3 separate regions of the Hordeum vulgare genome follow, and all the other regions are linked to region 1. Evidence: chromatin contacts called from public Hi-C data. All regions are on one chromosome and are shown on one strand. The core of a region is the stretch at or near the end of the contact, and the rest is flanking DNA. Distances in the headings are between cores, read along the strand shown. Region 1 has its middle 240 kb from the start of LOC123404511. Region 2 has its middle 93 kb from the start of LOC123401955. Region 3 holds the start of LOC123401144 (UDP-N-acetylglucosamine transferase subunit ALG14 homolog).

Region 1 (3,626 bases), core at 371-2,870:
TTAAATAATTTAGAACTTTGAAAAACTTTTGCAATTTATAAAACTTAGAATTTGAAATAAATTTTTGAAGAAAACATAAAATGTTTGTGAGTTCAAAAAATGCTCGGGATTTTTGTAAAAATATTCGCATATTCAGAAAAATGTTTAAAATTTTGAGAACAATGTTGCTGAAAATAATAAAATTCCATGATTTTGAAAAACAAGTTTGTGTATTATTTTTTGAGCGCAATTGAAAAAAGTGTTTGCTAATTCAAAAAATGTTCATGCATTTCAAGAAATGTCTTAAAAACTTAAAGACATAATATGATCATTACGGTTGGAGGTTATAATTGTTTTTCTCTCGATTGCAACGCACAGACTCTTTTGCTAGTCTAACCTAAACTAATTAGCTCACGATCGGCCGGTCGCATAGCCAGCCGTGGATGTACACACACACTCAAACACACTCACAGAACACACTCACGCACACCTGCCATGGCCTTGTCCATGGCCAGCAGCAATGGCTAGCTAGGCAGTAGCAATGGCAGCAATACGCATCGGCCGTAGCAGCTACTTAGGCATCAGCAACCGGCATGGAGAAGCAAACGGCAGCGACATGAGCAAGCAACATCACCAGTAGTGAGCAGCAGGGCAGCTGCGATAGCAAACATTAGTAGCTAGCACTTGCAGTGGCAGCAACACAACCAGCAGCGACGACGACGATAGTATGCAGCAGCATCAGTAGCAGCGGCCAGGGTCAGCGGCAGCACCAAGGAGCCACAGCAGCTTCAGCACACCGCAGCGTAGCAGCACACTGCAGCTGTGCAAAACAGCAGCAGGCAGAGCAGCACATCAGTGGCGAGCGTGGGCGTGGCCACGCGCGGACAAGCGCACGCGGGGGAGCATAGCCGGACGCGACAACGGGCAGCGGCAGGAAGTGCAAGCAGCCGCGGGGTAGCAACATCACATGCAGTGGTGCAGCAGCAGAGCAACGATAGGAGCGGCAGCTCAGCGCACGGCAGCGGTCGCGCACGCGAACGGCTCAGGGGAGCAGCACGCAATGACGGGACGCACGCAGATACGGCTAGGGGCACGGCGACCGCAAGCATGCCGTGAGCTCGGGTGCGGCGGCCGGAACGCGGACGCGAGCGCGCGACGACCGCAATGGCGTTGCAGGGGCAGCCGCAGCCAGCGCGCAGCGAGGCGAGCAGCAGGTTTCTGCACGAGCGGTGGGGCATAGGCGCATAGCACGAGCGCCGGCACAACGAGGTTTGGGTCTTTGGGACACGGGTACGACGATGACGGAAGCAAGGGAAAAGGGGGGGAATGGATGGGCCTCACCTGCGTTGCAGATTGGTGGGCGACGAGGCTCGGTGGATGTCTCTGGGGAGGAGGCTGGGGACGAGCGCGACGACCACTAGGGCAAGGGCAACGGGGTGGCGGAACGGCGACGGTGCCGGCTTCCAGCGTGGGCGCTTGGCGCCGCGGCGACGGTGAGACTAGGGAGGCGATGGGAGAATGTGGCTAGGGTTGCGAGGGGGCATCCGCCGGCGATTTGTAGGGAAGGTCGGCCGGGGGATGGCCTGCGCATGGCCGGCCAATGCCTTGTCAATCATCCCCTCCCCTGTGTACTGTAGCGAGGTTAGGGAAGAGAGGAGCAGGCTAAGCCGGTTGCAAGGGAGTACATGGGCCAAGACCCCGGGAGAATGGGGAAGCCTTTTTCCTTTTTCTTTATTTCCTTTTCATCTTTTTATTACTTTATTTGTACTGTTTCATTTTTCTTCCTCAACAAAAGACTTTGTAAATTATGGATCTTGGCTCAATATTTACTTTGCAATATTACACACAGCTAGAAAAAGTTTTGGGGCAATTCAAATAATTTTGAAATTTATATAATTCAGAAAAAGTAATTAAACAATAGTTTGGCCTCTGTTTTATATGTTATGAGTCACTAAAATGCTTTGTAAAAAGTTGTTTACAAATTTATAAATACCATATGCATATTTTTAACCCATTCATGATTTTTCTTTTAGAGTTTCAAGAATTTATTTATTTGATTTTATTTTTAAATTTGAAATTGACTTTAATTTTATCACATGGAAATTTGGCTTATTTAACTTGATGACATGGCACATTCAGCGTGTGATTACTGTAGCTTAACTACCGGGGCGTCACAACTCTCGACCACTAGAAGAAATTCTCGTCCCGAAAATTAAGAGGTAGAAGTAAGGGGAAGGTTTGTTTACGTAATTCTAACGAATCTTCTCGATCTTGTTTGTCCTTCCCTAAGAAATTTATCCCTTTCGTTGAAGTCTTCAATTCTTTGACTTAGGTCAACCCGATGAATTCTCCATCCTCCCTCGGGATCTTCATCGTCCTACGAAATGCGATACAGGACATAACTCTCGAAGAACGTGGCTACACAAGGTAGGGCATCTCACGACGAACTCACAAAAGAGGACATGAATTATTCCTCAAGCTATAATTCACGGGATTTATTGAGAGTAATATGTGATGGTACAAATGTTTCAAAAGATTAGGCAATCGTTTGATGCCTAAACATATATGAAAGGGGCGGTTTAGAGCAACGGAATAAATATTGCGTCTCACACAAGAATAGATCGTCCCATTGGACGGTGGCTCGGGGATTTCACATGAAGCCAAGTGCAATTGATACCTTGCGATCATAGATGTACAGGAGAGTCAGGTTTCGATCCTGTGGAACTTTGGGTTATGGGTCCATCATGCGGGCCAAGAGTAGGCAGAGTGGTGACAACTTGTACGGTCTTGGTGGCAAGACATGTGAGAGGATAACTTGTCAGTTATGTTGACAACAACATCGGTACCAAGGCCGGGGGACGAATAGAACCATGTTCGTGCTCTCTCAAACAAGGCGGACCAATAGGAAAGGCTCTCCTCCAACGGTGGCTACTGACAGAGTTGTATACCGAGGTTTTTACCTAAGCAGGGAATTAACACTGCTTAGATAAGTTCAGCTTCAAGAAAGGTCCAACTTACCAATGGGAAGGAAAAGGTGATTGTCATGTCAAACAAACCAATGGAAAGGAAAAAAATTGTTCACACACACAAGTATTAGAGTATACCATTCCTGAGGAAAATAGAGTATGGTATACATGATAGGTCATCAAGGACATAACCATTTTGATAAAAGGGGAAGGAGAATCGTGATGCTTACCCATACCATATGGTTTGTTTAACTAATCAGGAACAATTTAGCATTGCGCTTCCAACGTTCCTGTTGACATTTGAAGTACCCCATCCGTGCTTCGAGGTAGCATCGACATGGCCATCATATAAGGGTCGGACCTTGGATACACAAAGGATTCATGAGGAACAACTTATAAAACTAAGTCATACGATTTCCTCAGGGGAGAATGGCGAATCTTGTTGAACAAGATGTTATAACAATAGGTCCTCCCGCCAGGTGTGCTAGACAAGACATCACCGCACCGGGTTACATAAAGTCCAAACTTATAATTATTGGGAAATGTTCCAACCATCGTATCTGCCCGAGATTCAGATCTGATTGGTGTCAGGACACCTCAGGCTCAGGATGCCTAAGAAGAAACATGATGATGCAAGATTCTCGGGATATGGATTACGAAAGCAGGTCTTGAATGATGAGC
Region 2 (3,626 bases), core at 821-3,320, 400 kb before region 1:
ATGGGGAAGGGGATTAGGGATTGGAAGAGAGCCAACCGCAACCGTTTCTGCTTTTGTTTGAATGAGGGAGGGGAATGGGGTGGGGGTGGGGAGGGGGGCTGGCCCGTGGCTGTATAAGTCATTGTGTGGCGCCTAAGCGCTCGGCGCCACACATTACAATGTGTGACGTCTGAGGCTTAGGCGTCACATGGTCTGGGGGTGGGCCCTCTCTGCCAGGTGGTCGGAGGGTGTGGCGCCGAACGGCTAGGCGTCACACAGTGTAGTGTGGCGCCTAGGTATCGGGCGCCACACAAATGGGTCAGCCGGGTGACATATTTTCCCCGAAGGGTCACTCCGTAAGTTCTTTCCCTCAGGGATAATTTTTGTCAATTTTGCCACAAGTTACAGATGGTCCTGTTTCTGCAAATGGCCTACGCTACAAAACAACACGGTGGCTACAGTGAACTTGAATATATTTATGCCACAAACAAATGATTCTAAGTATGGGCAAGGACGCTGTACATTTATAGTGTGATCTTGTTCACCTACACTTTCTGAAAACGGTTACACAGCACTGCAGTAATAATATCTTTGGATTGGGGAGCTGTGGTGCCACTCTGCCTCCAGATTAAACTGATAAAAGTTGAGCATGGCGAGGTAATTTCACTGTTTTGATCTTTTTTGTTAGTTTAGCACGATTTAATTCTATGTGTAAAATAATTTTGGATTTGACCCTTTTTCTATCATCATCGTCTTTGACGGTAGGGTAGCACATCCTACCGCCAAGGCCTTTGGCAGTAGGACTTACTTAAACTGTCATGTCCGTTTATCGCGAAAATAGACCCTACCGCCATAGTCTGTGGCGGTAGGGACTGTCGGTGTCAAAACCGACAGAACTCGGATAGTGGGTCTCGAACTGTGGATCTTGGTTTGATGGTAACAGGAGACGAAGGAGAAGATGTTTACCCAGGTTCGGGCCCTCTTGATGAAGGTAAAATCCTATGTCCCGTTCTTGTTTATATTGAGGATGGAGTATCGAGTACAGAGTTAATCTACCTCAAGATCGTATGTTGTGATCTAAAACCTTAGAAGTAATGATCTTAACTTGTCCTATGAGCTAAGGCTCTCTAGTTTATATAGATACCAGGGTATTAGGGTTACACGATATCGATTAGAAAAAGAAGGAAACGTGTCGATTATCGTCTTTTCTTGGAGCGCATACCAAGTCTTCGAAAAAGTCTGTTTCGGACACAGTACATCTCATAATTCGGGTTCTACTATTAATTACAAGACATCCCATGAGTTCGGCCCATCAAAATAAGTAAGCGGACCGAGGACCCCTTAATCCCGGACTCTCTCAGAAACCTGCGTGCAATTATAATAAGATGACATTTACATGCAGGTCCCTACCGCCAGAAACTATGGCGGTAGGGTTACACATCCTACTTTCACAGACCATGACGGTAGGGTCTTTTTCGTATAAAATAAAAGTGACGGCATAGGTAAGTCTTACCGTCAAAGGCCTTGACGGTAGGATGTGCTACCCTACCGTCAAAGATGACGACGGTAGAAAAAGGATTAGATCCGATTTTTTTTTATACATAAGGTTATATCGTGCTTAGGTTAAGAAAAAGGGTCAAAATAATAAATTTGTCCGCATGACTATGTAATACAAGACTTCAGACGTGAAAAAACAACAAGGGCGGCAAAGGTGAAGGAATTAGTCAGGAGCGTGATACAAGGTTCATTTTACGTTGAACAACTTTTTTAGTGATTGGCCAATAAACTAACAGCATCATGGCAACGATGAGAACACAGTGATCGGATACATGACGAGTGGGATAACCAAATCACCACCTTTCTGGAAAAGGAAAAGCATGGACAAGGGCAACTGAGTTTGGACTTTCCTTGGCCTTAATGAGGTGTTAAAGGGGTGGATCCACTCGCTGGACCTCACTTTGCACAATAAAATAAGCAAAGGCATCGATGCACTATGAAAAAGAGAAAATGTGGAGCTATGTGTCACTTTCACATGGCTACGTCTGTTCGGAAGCTACCGGTATCTTCTACTGTCTGAGAGCAAAATGGCATCGGATGGATAATGCAAATTATGGGTTCAATGACAGCTGAAAACCGAGGAGGAGTACAGATGGTGTCTCTCTAAGAAGAGCGTGGAGAGCAGAAAGCAGCCATGGCAGTATGCTTGAAGCGAAGGCAATGTAGTTGCAGGTAGTGCAGAATAGGCAGAGGCGCTCCGCGTGGCAGTGATCGGATTCGATCCACAGTTAAAGCTGCAGAGACGCACACTTGAGCCAGCCATCTTCTCTTAATTTACCCATTTTGAAGACGTCGAAGAGTTCACCCATACATCTTCGGGTTGTGGGCATGTTGATGATGAAGTTTAAGTAGGCTGATGTCGACATGGTTGTGGGTGTTTGCACAATTGTCCCTTGATCAATCGTTTGATGTATAGTTCTCGGTCTAGTTTCTCATATAAACCGAACCACTCTGTTTTTGTTTCTTCTCTTTTAATAAAATTAGCTGTGCACCTGCCTTGCACGTCAAAAAAATAAATAAATTCAACATGGCGGCCCTGATTGCTTTAAGCAGCAGGAAGTGAAATCGAATACAACCACAAGGATAACACATTCTCTATGGGCTGATAGCAAAGGAACCTATGCTTCAACTACCAAGCATTATTGAACCACGTCGGACAGTACGCTCCCAGCAAAGCCGAGCAATTGCTGTCAGGCTGACTACCGTAGGCCTAAAGTTGCTGGGAGGGATAGCTAAAAAAAATCAGACCGCCTACGGAGCATAAATGCATAATCAGTCGACGTGAAAGTTATGCCTCTGAAAAAGCTAAGCATATTCTACCCCCGAACGTTGCCATCAACTTTTTAGCCTTTTTGAGTTCATGTTTGCTAACAGATTTGATAACGTTACGTTTTTTTTTCTTTTTTCCGGATAGCAATAGTGTGAAATTTCATCCCTAGATGAAGAGATTCGTTTCCCGAGCAGGAACCGTGAAGTATAGCGTTCTCAGCAATCGTGTTTTTTTCTTTTTTTTTCTTTTGAGGAATTCTGAGGAATTAGTTTTTTTTTTTACAGTGACAGTGAATTCTGAGGAATTAGGTAGTCTTGCCGTGTTGCGGTCCCAGAACAGCATATGTGCAGTAAGACGTTTTAGAATCTCTGCAGGTACTAAACTTTGGGGGATCATCATAGAAATTTGACCTCTTAGCTGCGCAAATCAGGCAAGGGAGAATATCATTAGAAAACCAATATTCAATAAAAACTTTGTGAAAACCATATTTTAAGTTTTGAAAAAATCTGAAACAAACATGAAATGTTAAGAGGATGATGTTTTATTGTCACAGAAAGTATCAAGTTGAAACACATCACCACATGTGAGCTATGAAAAAGATAAATTTCAGCCTAAATAGTGACAATACTATTTGGCACTATTCAAAGCTGATTTGATCTTTTTCATAGCTCGTATCCCGTAATCTGTATCAATTTGAAATTTTGCGTGGCTATAAAACGTCATCCTTTTAGCATTTCATATTTTTTTACTTTTTTTGAAACTTCAAAATGTATTTTTCATATGATTTTCAACGATTTTCATCGAATGTTGGTTTTCGTAT
Region 3 (3,626 bases), core at 325-2,824, 360 kb after region 1:
TGACAAGAAAATAACAACATTGAGACACATAACTGGGCTATCAGAACGAATATACACCTGCTTAGTCCTAAATGATGATTTATACAAATAAATATCATATTTGCACTAGAACCAGACATAGACCGGTGCAAACTATGCAGAGACAAAAACTTGGAATGAAATGTATCCCATGGTGAGGTCAGGTGGTAGTGATACCAGCACATTGGCAAGAAGCCTACAACAGCATCATTTGCAAGTGAAGTGGGAGGAGGTAGAATGTTTAGAGAATCTCCAACAACCGCCCAAAAAGTGCTCCGCGCGCTAAAAGATTCGTTTTTTGGGCACCTAACAGCTCCAACAGAGGCTGTAAAATTGTGCGCGCGCTAAAAAGTTTTGGGCACGCGTTGAAAAACGCTACCCCTTGCACTATATTTGGTGCGCCGGCTTGCGCACGCAGCAAACTCTGGGCTGCTGCAGGTGGGCCCGCTGGATTGGGCGCCGCACTAGCTCGCGTCTGTTGGAGATGCTCTGTCCCCGCGCTTTAAAAGTGCTACAGTGGCGCGCTAAAAATTTATTGGGCGTGGATTTTTTGGGCTGCCGTTGGAGATGCTCTTAGCTTGCAAACCTCAGTACAATATCGTGTCCAGATACAAGAAAAAGAAAAAGGAAATCTACAACATGTGGAGAACATAAGGTGGTGAATTATAAAGCAACAAGTGATTTCTTAACTCTGACAAGAATCAGTTGCGGCATATTGGATGGCGTGATCCATTAGACTTGCATAAGGAGTACACTCCCAGATGTCTAAATAAATACAATATACAAGCTAATTGGCAAACAACCTAGTTTTTTAAAGATGGTTTGATCTGTGTATGAATGACCCGTATCGCATGAGAAATATAGACTGAATTTATCCTAGGTCAACGATTGCAATGTGTTATCCCCAAAATTTCCGTCAAGGTTACAAAATGGTGGCACAGGAGTTGCTTACAAAGCCGGATACACCATTTGCCAATAAGAAATCTAGACGCCCCAACACAACTGCGCTAATGTTAGGAGAGTAATTGTCGATCATGATAACAATTCCCATTGGAACTTACTGATGCCTGTCATCTCGGTGGAACTCAAGGCATCACTTTGGACATTGTTCTCTGTAGTAAAATTGACGATTTCAGTTTGAAGGCCAGGATGTACTCACCAGACCCGAGGACGATGAGACACCGCAGCCCGGAGGCAGGAGACTTCGACGGCGGTAGGCCGCTGCGGCAAATCACGTAGGCGACGCGGACGGCGAGAACGGATACGAGTACTGGAATAGCAAAACACGCTGCCGCGAAGGCGTCGAACCCCATCTCCATAAGCGGCGGAGACGGGGTATGAGATCTGCGTGTGCGTGGTGCCGATCAACAGCGGCGCGGAGCTGGTGGCGGCGAGGGCGCTGGATCCCCAGTCTCACCGGCAACCGCGCGTGGCGTCCGAGCAGGGCAGGGGACTGTGATGGGGATGCTCGCCGGCTGGCTCCCCGATGGCGGCGTCGGCCGAGGGAACACGAGTTTTTTTTCTTTTTTTCTTGGAGGGGTGTGGGTGGGGGGAGTGGTGCCGAGTCGGCCGCGGGGGAGAGGCCTCGTATTGTGGCCCAGCCCAATTAAGCTTCATCTGTGGGCTATTTCTCGCCTGTAGCGAGACTCTTTTCTTTTTTGACTGGTACGTTGTCTTGCTCTATAGAGTGTGTTTGGTAGCATTTCCAACCTAGCATGGTTGTTTTTCTCTGATACATGTTGAGCATAGACACGTTAAGTACATGCATTTATTGTTATTTGATAGTAGTGTATGTATTGAGACATGTTAAGCTGAGATTCAGTTTGGTAGCTTGCATTTGTTTAAACATGTAGATAGGTACTGTAGCAACCGGATTCTCAAATAAGTGAATAAAACATTTAAAAAATGTGAAAAAATAAAATATAGAAAATAACATTTTTTTAAATTTCAAAGTTTTTTCGAATTTAAACAAAATTTAAAAGTCTTATCTTTTTGAAAATTTAAACAAAAAGTTAAAATCTGATTTTATTTTTAATTCAAAATTAGAAATTACAATCATTTTTGAACAAATTTTGCATTTAAAAAAATATTTTTTTGAAAATCTGGGCAATTTTTGTAAATTTTGAAAATCTGGTCATTTTAAAAAAATGGACAAATTTGTAAATCTGAACATTTTCTAAAATAAAATTAATTTTTGATATTCTAAACATTTTTTGAAACACATTATCGCTCGCTTCGCTCATACATGCTCACGAGCAAACGACGCTTGAGTGTTCTCTCTTCGTACATGCTAAGAGGGTATTTGGGTTGAGTTCGTGCATGCTAAGAAGGCCCCGAACAGGCTATCAAACAGCCAAAAAATAATCGAGAAGGAAACTTTTGAGGTCATGCAAATTTCATGCATTCTCCCAAACACAGCCATAGGCGAGAGAGAGTTGGCCAGCCCTTTTAGTGCAATTTTTCTGTTTGTTGTAGGTTCATTTTAGGTCTAGTTTTCCTTTAGTATATTATTACGGTTCTTTCTGTTTTTATTGGGTTTTTTTTCATTATAGATTTTGTTTTCTTTTGTTTTTCATTGTTTCTTTTGTTTTTCTTGGTTTTCATTAGTTTTATTATCTATTTCTCTTTTTTATTCTTTGTTTCTTTTCTTCACCTTTCATTATTTTTCTTTGTGTTTTTTAGTTTACATTGTTTCTCTTACATTTACGCTGTTTTAAACCATTCTTTGTGCTTTCTTTCTTTCTTTATGCTTGTGTTCCTCTTTATGGTTTTCATCCGTTTTTAAAACCTTCGTTGATTGTTTCTTGTTCATTAGTTGCTTTTTTTGTTTTTCATTGTTCTTCTTCAACAATGTAGATGTCTTTCTATTTGGAAAGAAGTTTGCGTGCAAAATGAGAATTGTACATAAAATCTTGATCACCTATATTACATTATTGTTTCTGAAAAAATATTGGCATGCCATCTGCAAACTTTTTCTTTGAATAATTTGGTATTTTCGTAAGCTTGTGTTCTCCATTTATCAAGAGACCGAATATCAAATAACATTTTTTACCGGCAAACTTGAACTCATAATTAAGTTCTTTAATTGTCCAATAAGCTTTATGGTCTAGTTCGGGAGGTAAATTATATGTTTTTCCGTAAACCATATTATATGGAAACATACCCATAGAATTTGTATAAGCAGTTCTATATGCCCACGATGCATCATCCAATTTCTTAGATCAGTTCTTTCTAGATATGTTAACGGTCTTTTACAGGATTAATTTTATTTCTCTATTGCTTAACTCAACTTGCCCACTAGACTAAGGATGATAGGGTGACGCTATTATGTGGTTTACATCATATTTGGCTAGAGTTTTACAAAATGCACTATGAATAAAGTGTGACCATCAGTCATTAAATATCAAGGGACTACAAACCTTAGGAAAATATATTTTTTAAGCATTTAACACATAGAAGTGTTATGATCAAAACTACTAGCTGGAATGGCCTTAACTCACTTAGTAATGTAATCAATAGCAACTAAAATATGAGTATACCCATTATAAGAAGAAAAAGGTCACATCACTACTACTACAGGAAACGTCCTAAGACGACACGTGTATAGG

What was found. Hi-C and Micro-C count contacts between places; a contact is called where the count stands out from the background.
Region 2: a Hi-C map of seedling shows a contact between it and region 1, with 5 times the contacts expected there. The contact joins two enhancer-like sites. A contact is called at or near these places in 2 of 6 Hi-C or Micro-C datasets (leaf and seedling).
Region 3: a Hi-C map of seedling shows a contact between it and region 1, with 3 times the contacts expected there. The contact joins the promoter of LOC123401144 here to the enhancer-like site in region 1. A contact is called at or near these places in 2 of 6 Hi-C or Micro-C datasets (leaf and seedling).

Annotation. Positions count from the first base shown.
Region 1 is chr6H:451,918,926-451,922,551 of MorexV3_pseudomolecules_assembly, forward strand. No RefSeq gene overlaps it. Among protein-coding and RNA genes, the nearest start is that of LOC123404511, 240 kb to the left of the region's middle. Within about 2 kb of position 1,621, at least 1 of the 3 cell types and tissues checked has open chromatin away from gene starts, as enhancers often do. A contact at or near this core is called in seedling, where this site is marked.
Region 2 is chr6H:451,519,946-451,523,571 of MorexV3_pseudomolecules_assembly, forward strand. No RefSeq gene overlaps it. Among protein-coding and RNA genes, the nearest start is that of LOC123401955, 93 kb to the left of the region's middle. Within about 2 kb of position 2,071, at least 3 of the 3 cell types and tissues checked have open chromatin away from gene starts, as enhancers often do. A contact at or near this core is called in seedling, where this site is marked.
Region 3 is chr6H:452,279,033-452,282,658 of MorexV3_pseudomolecules_assembly, forward strand. LOC123401144 (UDP-N-acetylglucosamine transferase subunit ALG14 homolog) reads right to left here and starts at 1,575. Exons shown (of 5, transcript XM_045094875.1): 1 at 1,178-1,575. The coding sequence starts at 1,337.